Regions from separate parts of the Sus scrofa genome. Here region 2 is linked to region 1. The links are chromatin contacts, called in public HiChIP or PLAC-seq maps. All regions are on one chromosome and are shown on one strand. The core of a region is the stretch at or near the end of the contact, and the rest is flanking DNA. Distances in the headings are between cores, read along the strand shown. Region 1 overlaps SAMD4A (protein Smaug homolog 1). Region 2 overlaps SAMD4A (protein Smaug homolog 1).

Region 1 (4,651 bases), core at 996-3,495:
TAGCATTTACTTTGTGCCAGGTGGGTATCCAAGCACTTAAGAATATTAATGCATTTAATCCTTACAACAGCCACATGAGGTAGAGGTGCTATTATTAACCCCGATTTACAAAGGAGTTGGGAGGCAGTGGCTTCAGGATTTGGACGAGGCAGGCCAACACCCACTCCAGAGTCAGTGCTCTTAACCACCGCAGATGCTGGACAGCCCTCTGGATCTCCAGATGATGTGCAGAAAAGACAATTGGGCAAAACAATACTCTATTGCCAGCTCCCTGCCCCCGAGCCTCCGGGCTCGGCCTCCCCGAGGGTTGGGCTGGACCCCTTGTGCACCCTGAGGATTCCTGGGGGCCCAGCTGAAAGGCCAGGGAGGCTCCTCAGCCTTCTCTCCTGGGAGAGGGGGCCCTTCCCAGCCCTCCCTCTTCTTGCAAGGGCAACAATAGCCCTGCAAAAAAGAAGGAAAACCCAGACCCCTCTTGCAATAACAGGCCCTCATGAGACAAGTTCCAATTCCAAGAGGAGGAAGGAATTCACAGTTGATGATGAAGATGGAACTTGCAAGCTTTTGCTCCTCCTCTGCAAAGTGCCATCCTCTGCCTTTGCCAGCCCTGCTTTGCCCTTGGTCCACATCAGAGTTCCTGTTAACCTTGACTTCTCTAGAGCGTTATTAACCAACACTTGAATTGGCCCAACCCAGGGTTTGCCAGGTGGGAGCCCTGATGGACGTCCTTTCATTGATTAGATAAGAGTGAATTCAATCAGTGCTTGTGGATGTTCAACTGGAAGTTGCTAAAGCTCCAGAAAATAATTTGTTCTCATAAATATTACCTCTGGGATATTTTTATGCTATTAATTTACTTTGAAGACCTGCTTTTCCCATAATACAAAGGTAACTGCAGCCTGGGCCCTGCTTGAATTATCACAAATCCCAAATTAATTGGTTCTTATTAATGTTATTTTATCAGCCTTTTCATGCATTTCAAGGTAATGAAATCAGTTCGTTAGATTTAGGAAAGCAGAGAAAGACACAGATGGGCTGAGCAAGAGAAAGAAAAATGAAAACTTACTTTTGCCATTTTGTTCTCTCTCCAGAAAGAATGATTATTTCATTAAGTCCAGTGATCTTAAGTGACTTAGGCATTCACTCTGGTTACCAGCAGTGACAACCCTCAACAAGTCTGGCTTTGTAATAACCAACTAAAGGCAGCACAGTGGGGTCCCACCATCATTAGAAAGATGGCCTAACCAAATTCTCCCTCCATCCAGGTCATTCCCAAAACACTCTGGGCTCTACCATCAGCTCCATGAGTCCTAACGTTAGGAGTCTACCTTTCTCCCATGGCTAAGTGTCCCATAGCAGAGTCCCCTGCCCATGTTATATTGCTTAGGAAAACTGTCTTGCCTTCCTGGAAGCACAGATCACTTTAGCATCACTCCTTGACTGCTCTGTTTTTGCATATGAAATAACTTTTAAAAATCCAACCAAAAAGGAAAATGAGCCAAAAAGCTATCTGCACTAAATAAGGAAAAATCTTAGCAGAATACTGAATCATCTACCAGGTGACCAAAATTCTGAGTCCAAAAATTAAACAAGTTTTCATAGTTAAAAAATAAAATAAAATAAAAAACACCACGTGATCCTTGTCTCCACCTGTCACCTTGTCCATACTCCAAAGGAGGACTCTCCCATTACGTGAAATTACTCCTATTCCTCTTGCCTCAAATTTCTTCTTTCAAACCAAACATTTTAAACCTTAGCAAAAGAAGGAGGGAAGAGAAGGGAAAAGTGAGAGGAAGGATAAGATAAACAGAGAGACCCAGACCCTGGGAGTCGATGAGCCTCTGACCAGAACTGGGAACCCCTTGGCTACAAAAGCCTGGAAAGAAGTGGAAAAACACAAGCCCAACAATCAGTTGCCACCAGTTCACTGTGGAATTCTCTTCCCCGCCCCCCACTTCCTTGGAAATGTAGGAATTCTGGGGAGGAAAGAAACATTTTCTGAGATAACTGTACTGATGATGCTCCGCCCCCTCCCCTCTCCACCGCCTCCCCCCACCCCCCGCCACGCAAAACTCTCTTTTTCCCGGGAAATAACTGTTTGGCAGCAGCCCCCTCCCCACCTTCTGGTTAAACTACGTCAGCCCTGTCTCCCAGAGTCTCCACACAGGCTTGGTGCATACCTCCCCTGTGTGACTTGCCCCTGTGCAAGGCAAGTCTGTTCCATCTTGTGGCCATTGGAGGTAAAGCATTTCGATTTAAAAAGCAGTGAATGACTAAAGCTGACTCTTCTTGGAAAGAATGTGCTGGTTCCTGAAACCCTGCTGGCTGCCGTGCTCCCTCCCTGCTGCAGGGGAAGAGTTCTTCGGCGCTGAGGTCATCAGACCAATGGGAGCAGAGTGTCCAAGCCTGATGCCAGGGGTCCCCGGCCACCTCCCTGCGCAGACCCAGGCGAAGCGTGTAACCAGGGTCTTCATGCAGGAAGGGCCTGAGACACCGGGAACGGTCACTGTCCTGGGCCCAAAACGCTTGCCAACATCATCATCTTCATCCTCATATCCCTCGTCTTAGCCTGGCAGTCTGAGCCCCCAATGTGGGGTCTGCTCCTCTATTCGGAGAGGCAATCATGACGGCAGAGACCGAGTCATTCATTCATTCAACCTGCATGTACTGCCAGCAGCCTATCCAAGCATGGGCCCCTCGGGATTGATGAGGACAGATGCCGTCTTTTTTCTTGGGGAGCTTATGCTCAAAGGCCACTTCCTGCAAGTCGGCTGCCCACCCAGACCTGAGAAACAGACTTTGGTCTGATGGAAGGGGCACTGGTGCTGGCGCTGCGCTTTCTTGCTGTGTGGCCTCAGGCTGGGCCCGTGAGGGCTCAGGGCATGTGACACAGCGGAAGAAGGAGATCCCACTGGTGAAACTGGGCTCATATTCCAGCACTGCACCCTAATGGCTGTGTGACCTCTGGAAATTATTAAGCTCTCTGTTTTACTTCAGCTGTAAAAGGGATAGAATGCCTGCTTCCTCGGGTTGTCAGGAGGATTGCAGAATCACCGTAGAGTCCCAGTGCTATTAGTGCTCAGATTAAGCTGTCATTTCAGTCATAGAGCCCTGACCCCCATAGTCCTCATAACTATCAAAATGTGAGCCCACCCCAAGGAGGCACCTAGGGGCTGGGAAGGGCTGAGGATGACTGATGGCCTTGGTTCTTCTCTGCTTGATTTCACAGTCGTGGCTTTGGACAGTCCAACTCACTCCCGACGGCCGGCTCTGTGGGCAGTGGCATGGGCAGACGGAACCCACGCCAGTACCAGATCCCTGCCCGGAATGTCCCTTCCGCCCGCCTTGGCCTCTTGGGCACCAGTGGCTTCGTCAGCTCCACGCAGCGCAACACCGCAGCCAACCCCACCATCATGAAACAAGGAAGACAGGTCTGCTCCTCCCCGGGGAAGAGGGTGGGCCAGCCAGGCTCAGGACATCTCAGCAGATAATGACCCCAAGGCGAGGGGAGTGGCCTGGGGGTGGGACCCTCCACCGAGGACAGTTGTCCCTGTGCCTCAGAGGCTCTTTGCACCATTTCACTGGGGATAAAGCAAGGCCGTGGTGGCACCTGGCTTCCCAGGGATTTCTTTAGGATGCTCTATGACCACCTTAACGGTGGGGGTCCTGCACATGGAGCCTGTAGGAAGAAATGCAAGACCTACGGCTTCTTTCTTTTCTAATCAATTTTTGTTGAAGTATAGTTGATTTACAGTGTTCTGTTAGTTTCAGATGTACAGCAACGTGATTCAGTGTTATATATTCTCTTTCAGATTCTTTTCCCATATAGGTTATTACAAAGTATTGGGTAGAGTTCCCTGTACTACACAGTAGGTCCCTGTCGTTTGTCTATCTTATGAGTAGCAGTGTGTGTATGTTACTCCTAAATTCCTAATTTATCCCTGCCTCACAGACCTAGTTCTTCTTTGCCTTGATCCTTGACCTGTCCCAGCAGATCCCACCACCTTCCAGATTTGGCTTCCAGAAGAGCCTGAGCATTTAAGAAGCTTTCTTAGCCTTTTCATCTGAGGCAAATAAGATCCCAGCTGTGGTAGAGAAGCCACAGGAAGGAGCCTGAGAGAGGCTGTCAGAGGGAGAGTTGAAACATTCCCAGTCCATCAAGGCCAGGCTGCCTAGGGGTTCTTGCTGTGTGGCTTAGAGCTGACCTCTGTCCCCTGGCTCCTCGACCCATTTGTCCCTTCCCCCACCCCACCCAGCACCAGCTTCGTGGGGATCTGCCATTTGGGGCTGGGGTCAGAAGAACACAGGTGGGTCTGAGGTTGTCATGAGAAGCTGAGGGTTGACAGCTTGGTTTAAAAACAGGAAATAGGCAGGATTCACTCCCCCAAGGAAGCAGCACAGGGTAGGAGAAAGCCCCCACGCCCTGACCGCTGCAGGAAGCCCCCACACCCGTCCAAGAGGAAATCACCACTAGGACACCCGCGCCATAAGAAACACACCAGCTGAGTTGTGCCAGCTTGTTGCCAGCTGAGCGTTCTTTTTTCTCCTCCTCGCTTTGTAGTAAATTGTAAGAATCTCAAAAAGAAAATCAAATGAGAGCCCTGAAATAGTCTTCATTGCAGACATTTATAGAACTCCCCCCATTTCCTAGAAA
Region 2 (4,651 bases), core at 1,380-3,879, 170 kb before region 1:
CCCTCACCATGTGTAAGACACTCTACTAAATAAGTGCTTTGCCTGTTTATTCCTTATATGGGCTCTCTGAGGCAGTCATTTTTTTTTTTTTTTTGTCTTTTTGCCTTTTCTTGAGTCATTCCTGCGGCACGTGGAGCTTCCCAGGCTAGGGGTCTAGTCGGAGCTGTAGCCACCGGCCTATGCCAGCAGCAACGCGGGATCTGAGCCATGTCTGCAACCCACACCACAGCTCATGGCAACGCCGGATCCTTAGCCCACTGAGCAAGGCTAGGGATCGAACCCGCAACCTCATGGTTCCTAGTCGGATTCGTTAACCACTGCGCCACGACAGGAACTCCAGTCATGATTGTTTTTCTCATTACAGATGAGAAAAGTGAAGCACAAATAAGGTTAAAATGCAGATCCAGGATGTAAACTCAGGCGGTTTGGTTCTGGAGTCCTTGCCTAACATAACCACATGTCATCCAGTCCACCAAGCCTAATCTTGATGTAGCCTTCTCTTTGTAAAGCTTTTTCACCTGCAAATATATAATGAAGTTAAATGCCTATACACAATGAGGTAATACTCTATCCATCCTATGTTATAATTGGCTTTCTGAATTTAGTAATAAGAATCAACTTATTAAAGCATTAGTATCTTTAATAGCTATGTAATGGCCAATCTTATGAAGATATCATGGTTGTTAAATATTATTGTGATAGAAAAAAAATTGAGTTTTATCCCAGTTTTTCCACTATTACAAAATACTGGGCTGTACCTTTTTTAAGTACATGTTTTAAAACACTGATCCTAATCCTTTCCTTAGGAAAAATAGACGTGCTGTGTCAAAAGTTATTTTTTTCTCTCTTACTCCCTCTATAAAAATTGCTCTATCTTTCTGATTTTTAAAGGAAACACAAGCTCATGGCAAAAAATAAATCAGGGCAAAGCAGAGAAGAAAATAAATAACCCGTAATTATTAATATAAACAACACTGTCAGGAACATCCTGTTCCTCACATTTTTATGCACTTATCCTGATTTCTTTAGCATAAATTTCTAGAATTGCTGGGGTAATGCACATTGACATTTTGATAGACATGCCCAATTAGTATACCTGTTTTTAAGACCTTTAATTTCTATTGTCATACTGCCCTAGATATCTGTAGTAATAGCTACTTTTTGAATAAGTGAGGACTCAAATATGGGCATATATAACCCAACATAAAGCCAACTGTTACATATTTATGACAGGAACACACTGAATTTTGTATCTACCGGTGCCATCATTATAAATAATCTCATCACCTTAAATCATCTTTTTAAAACTATAGGTAAAATTATTGGAGCCTACGAGTTTTGTTTTGTTTTTTTTTTTAATGGTGAATATTTATTTATTTATTTTTTACAGATTCTTTGAAGTGAAATTTACATGTTCAAAAGTTCACCCACTTTAAAGTGTACAGTTCAGTGATTTTTTTTAAGCAAATGTACAGGGTTGTGCAACCATCACCACAATCCAATTTTAGAATATTTTCATCACCCTCTAAAAGATTCTTTGTGCCTACCCTTAACTTCAGGCAGTCACTAATCTACTTGCTGTTTCTGTTGTCCTATTTTTAATATAAATGGCTTTTAATGTAAATGCAATCCTGCCATTTGTGGCCTGGCTTGTTTCATTAAGTATGTTTTCAAGGTTCACCCATGTTGCGGCATGTATCAGTACTCCATTCTTTTTTTATAGCTAATTTCCCATTGTATGAAAATACTGCCTCTTGTTTATCCATTCATCAGTTTATGTAGAGTTCACAAATTTTGCATGAAAAATTTTTTTCTTTGAAGGATAAGAATTTTTTTTTTTTTAGTGCTTGGATTGTATTGAGAGAAATAGGCTTCACTTTTGATGATAAAAGATTTAGAATCAGAAGAACTGAGCTTTATTTCTGGACCAGGTATTTCTCTGTCTATACGACCTTGGCTCGTTTTAATCTTTCCATCTATCAGTGGAGAAAAAAATACCATCATTGCCTCACACTATTATAAGAATTAAATGAGATAATACCCTAGGTGAAAATACCTTAGTACTTTGGAAACTACAAAACAGTATACAAATAAACAGGTATCATCAATAACAATAGTAATACTACTTGTAAATTTTTCAGGTAGAGTTCCTTCTGATTACTCCTCAAATTATAGATGGACTGGTTGAGTAGACATCCCCTTAAAGCTCTGTGCCTCTTTTCTTCTTAAAATACTGGGGCTTCTTCATGTGAAATAAAAATTTCAGGAGACTTTATGGACTTGTAGTCTTGGATCTTGGAGAAAAGAGACCTGTATTCCTGCATACTCCCAGATCCTACTTAATTCTACTCCAAACCTTGTACCACATCATTTCCTAAGGCCAGACTGGGCTGAGTAATAACAACCTTTTGGCAGATCAAATTTCAATTTTAAAATTCAGGAAGCAAAGCCATGTTCTGACCTTCCTTCTTTCTTAAATTATAGCTGAATGTCCCTTTTCCGTTTTTAGGCCAGTGAAATGCCTGGTTTGTGCCAGACCAAAGGGAAGCCGGGCCCCTCCTCTGTATACATCACTGTCATAAACCCAGGCAGTCTGGTGAGGCAGCTACTTATGAAATAATAGCGCAGCATTAAGTGCCCCACACCTGAAGTCAGGCTCTTTGGAAGATATTATCCAGGATTTTGTTGTTGTTGTTGTTAGGGGTTTTGTTTTTCTGATTGTTCCTAAAAATATCTGTGTTACGTTTATCCAGTACTTCCATTGACCCAGCTGCTTGGAATCTGGTGAACTGTCAACAGGATATCATTTCTTTCAGAACTTGTTATTCTGCTGGAACTGTGCTCTGCTGTTCTGTGATTGAGTGAGCCACCAGAGAACCCCTGCACTTAACTTTCTAGACTAGTGTGAGTTCTCTCTGTCGCCCAGGATCTAATTAGGGCTGGTATCTCTCAAGTAACTGGTTTAACGTGTGTAGCTTATTAAAAGTCTACCACTGACAAATAATATGGGGCTAGCCTGTAGGAGCTATTGTAGAGCCCCTTTCGTGGTAAGATTTCAAGTCAGGGAGGGTCCTTTGGTTTCCTAACAGAACATCAGCCCTCAGGACCCACACACTGCACTTGACATGCCATCAGCAACCTTCATCCTTCGCGAGGAAAGCAGTTTGCAGGGCAAGTTGGTTATCAGTTACTCCATGTTCTCCAAGAGCTATCATTTTACCATGTTAGTCCCAGGATCCAGCTTGCTTAGACTATGCTAACTCAGCTGTGCACAGATGTGCCTTTACCAGCAGAGTTGAGTTGCAGCATCTGGACTTTGCCTTCTATCAACAGTCGAAGGAGGAAATGGCCACTGGGCTTCAGCTGAGGTCGCCCTTCCTTATTTCTGAGCTTAGTTTATGGAGGGACGATGCCATAAATTCTTTGAGCTCGGCCAGAGAAAATGGGCCATCTCTCCTGACAGATCCATCTGCTTCCATGTTGATGAAATTGAGAATTCCTAACCTATCATGTTTCCTTTTTAGCTGTGGTCTCCTAAGTGGAGAGCCAAAATTAGTGCTTCGTTACAGTACCTCTCATCTCTATTTCCTGGTGGTTATCTCCTCTTTCTTCCATGTGGATTAGTTCTTCTTTTCTTTACTTCAACGATCCTGTACATGTGTTTATTTTAAGCCATTTTAAATCCTTTATGGAAGTAGGTAGAGTTCAGATGATAAATAAAGTGGCATTGCTTGTATTATTGTCATAGTCACGTTATTGATTGGTCTTTGGTGTTAAGTCTCTTGCTTCCCTCTGAAATTCTTTATTTTTGTTTCCTTCACATTTGGATGGGGATTAAAAAACAGGAATATGAGTGAAAAAGGAATATGATCCTCAGCTGAAGCCGGGAACCATTTTTATAGTTTCGAGTTACAAAGCCCATTGCGCAAATATTTTTATTTTCATGTAAATCAAAGAGCCATCACTTCTCTCAGGGACAGTTTAAGAGCTGGAATAAATGGCTAGTGGACTTCAGGGGCCAGGGCTCCCCAGGAGGCTTCAGTGTTAGAATTCATAAAGCATCTTTTCGTTGAAGGTCATATATGGGTGAGGAGTTGCTTTTTTAAGCAGCAACCAAGGCTTATGACTTGGAGATAAAACTCAGACACCCTCATGCACTGTACGTAAGATCTGATATGAGTACTGGGGTTGCCTGGTTAGAGTGACTTAAAGACTTTAGGATAAGGTGATGGTTCTTGGTCATTGGAAGTGGGAGAAAACTCCAAAGGCATCCGGCAAGAATGGTGGAGAGACTATCAGGGAAAACAATATATATAAATAAAAAAAGAAGGGGAAAGCAAGGTGGAGACAGCAGGACCCAGGGAGGCTTGTGGGATGAGAAGAGGGATGTGGGAGAGAGAGCTCATAGCTTAGGGAAACATGGAATTAGCATCCCCTTTACGTGGAACATCTTTCCAAGGTCTGGACCACTCCCTTAGGATTAAGTGGAAAATTGCTATTCAAAGGGGAAGTGCATCCATGTACTGCTATATTATTTTAAACTTAGAATAATGTGTTTGCCTATTGCTAGAAGACACCCATTCCCCTTCCCTTTTTTTTTTTTTTTTTTTTTGTCTTTCTGCCTTTTCTAGGGCTGCTCCCGCAGCCTGTG

Evidence for each region. HiChIP or PLAC-seq counts read pairs in DNA pulled down with a chosen protein or histone mark.
Region 2: an H3K27ac HiChIP or PLAC-seq map of skeletal muscle shows a contact between it and region 1. The contact joins two enhancer-like sites. A contact is called at or near these places in 2 of 47 Hi-C or Micro-C datasets (embryonic fibroblasts and fibroblasts) and 1 of 2 datasets of contacts at active chromatin or transcription factors (skeletal muscle).

The regions. Positions count from the first base shown.
Region 1 is chr1:184,117,961-184,122,611 of Sscrofa11.1, forward strand. SAMD4A (protein Smaug homolog 1) reads left to right here. Exons shown (of 13, transcript XM_021102232.1): 10 at 3,227-3,428. Among named protein-coding and RNA genes, the nearest start is that of GCH1, 140 kb to the right of the region's middle. Within about 2 kb of position 2,246, at least 31 of the 83 cell types and tissues checked have an H3K27ac peak or open chromatin away from gene starts, as enhancers often do. A contact at or near this core is called in skeletal muscle, where this site is marked.
Region 2 is chr1:183,947,217-183,951,867 of Sscrofa11.1, forward strand. The region is part of intron 2 of SAMD4A (protein Smaug homolog 1); the gene reads left to right. Among named protein-coding and RNA genes, the nearest start is that of SAMD4A, 34 kb to the left of the region's middle. Within about 2 kb of position 2,630, at least 4 of the 83 cell types and tissues checked have an H3K27ac peak or open chromatin away from gene starts, as enhancers often do. A contact at or near this core is called in skeletal muscle, where this site is marked.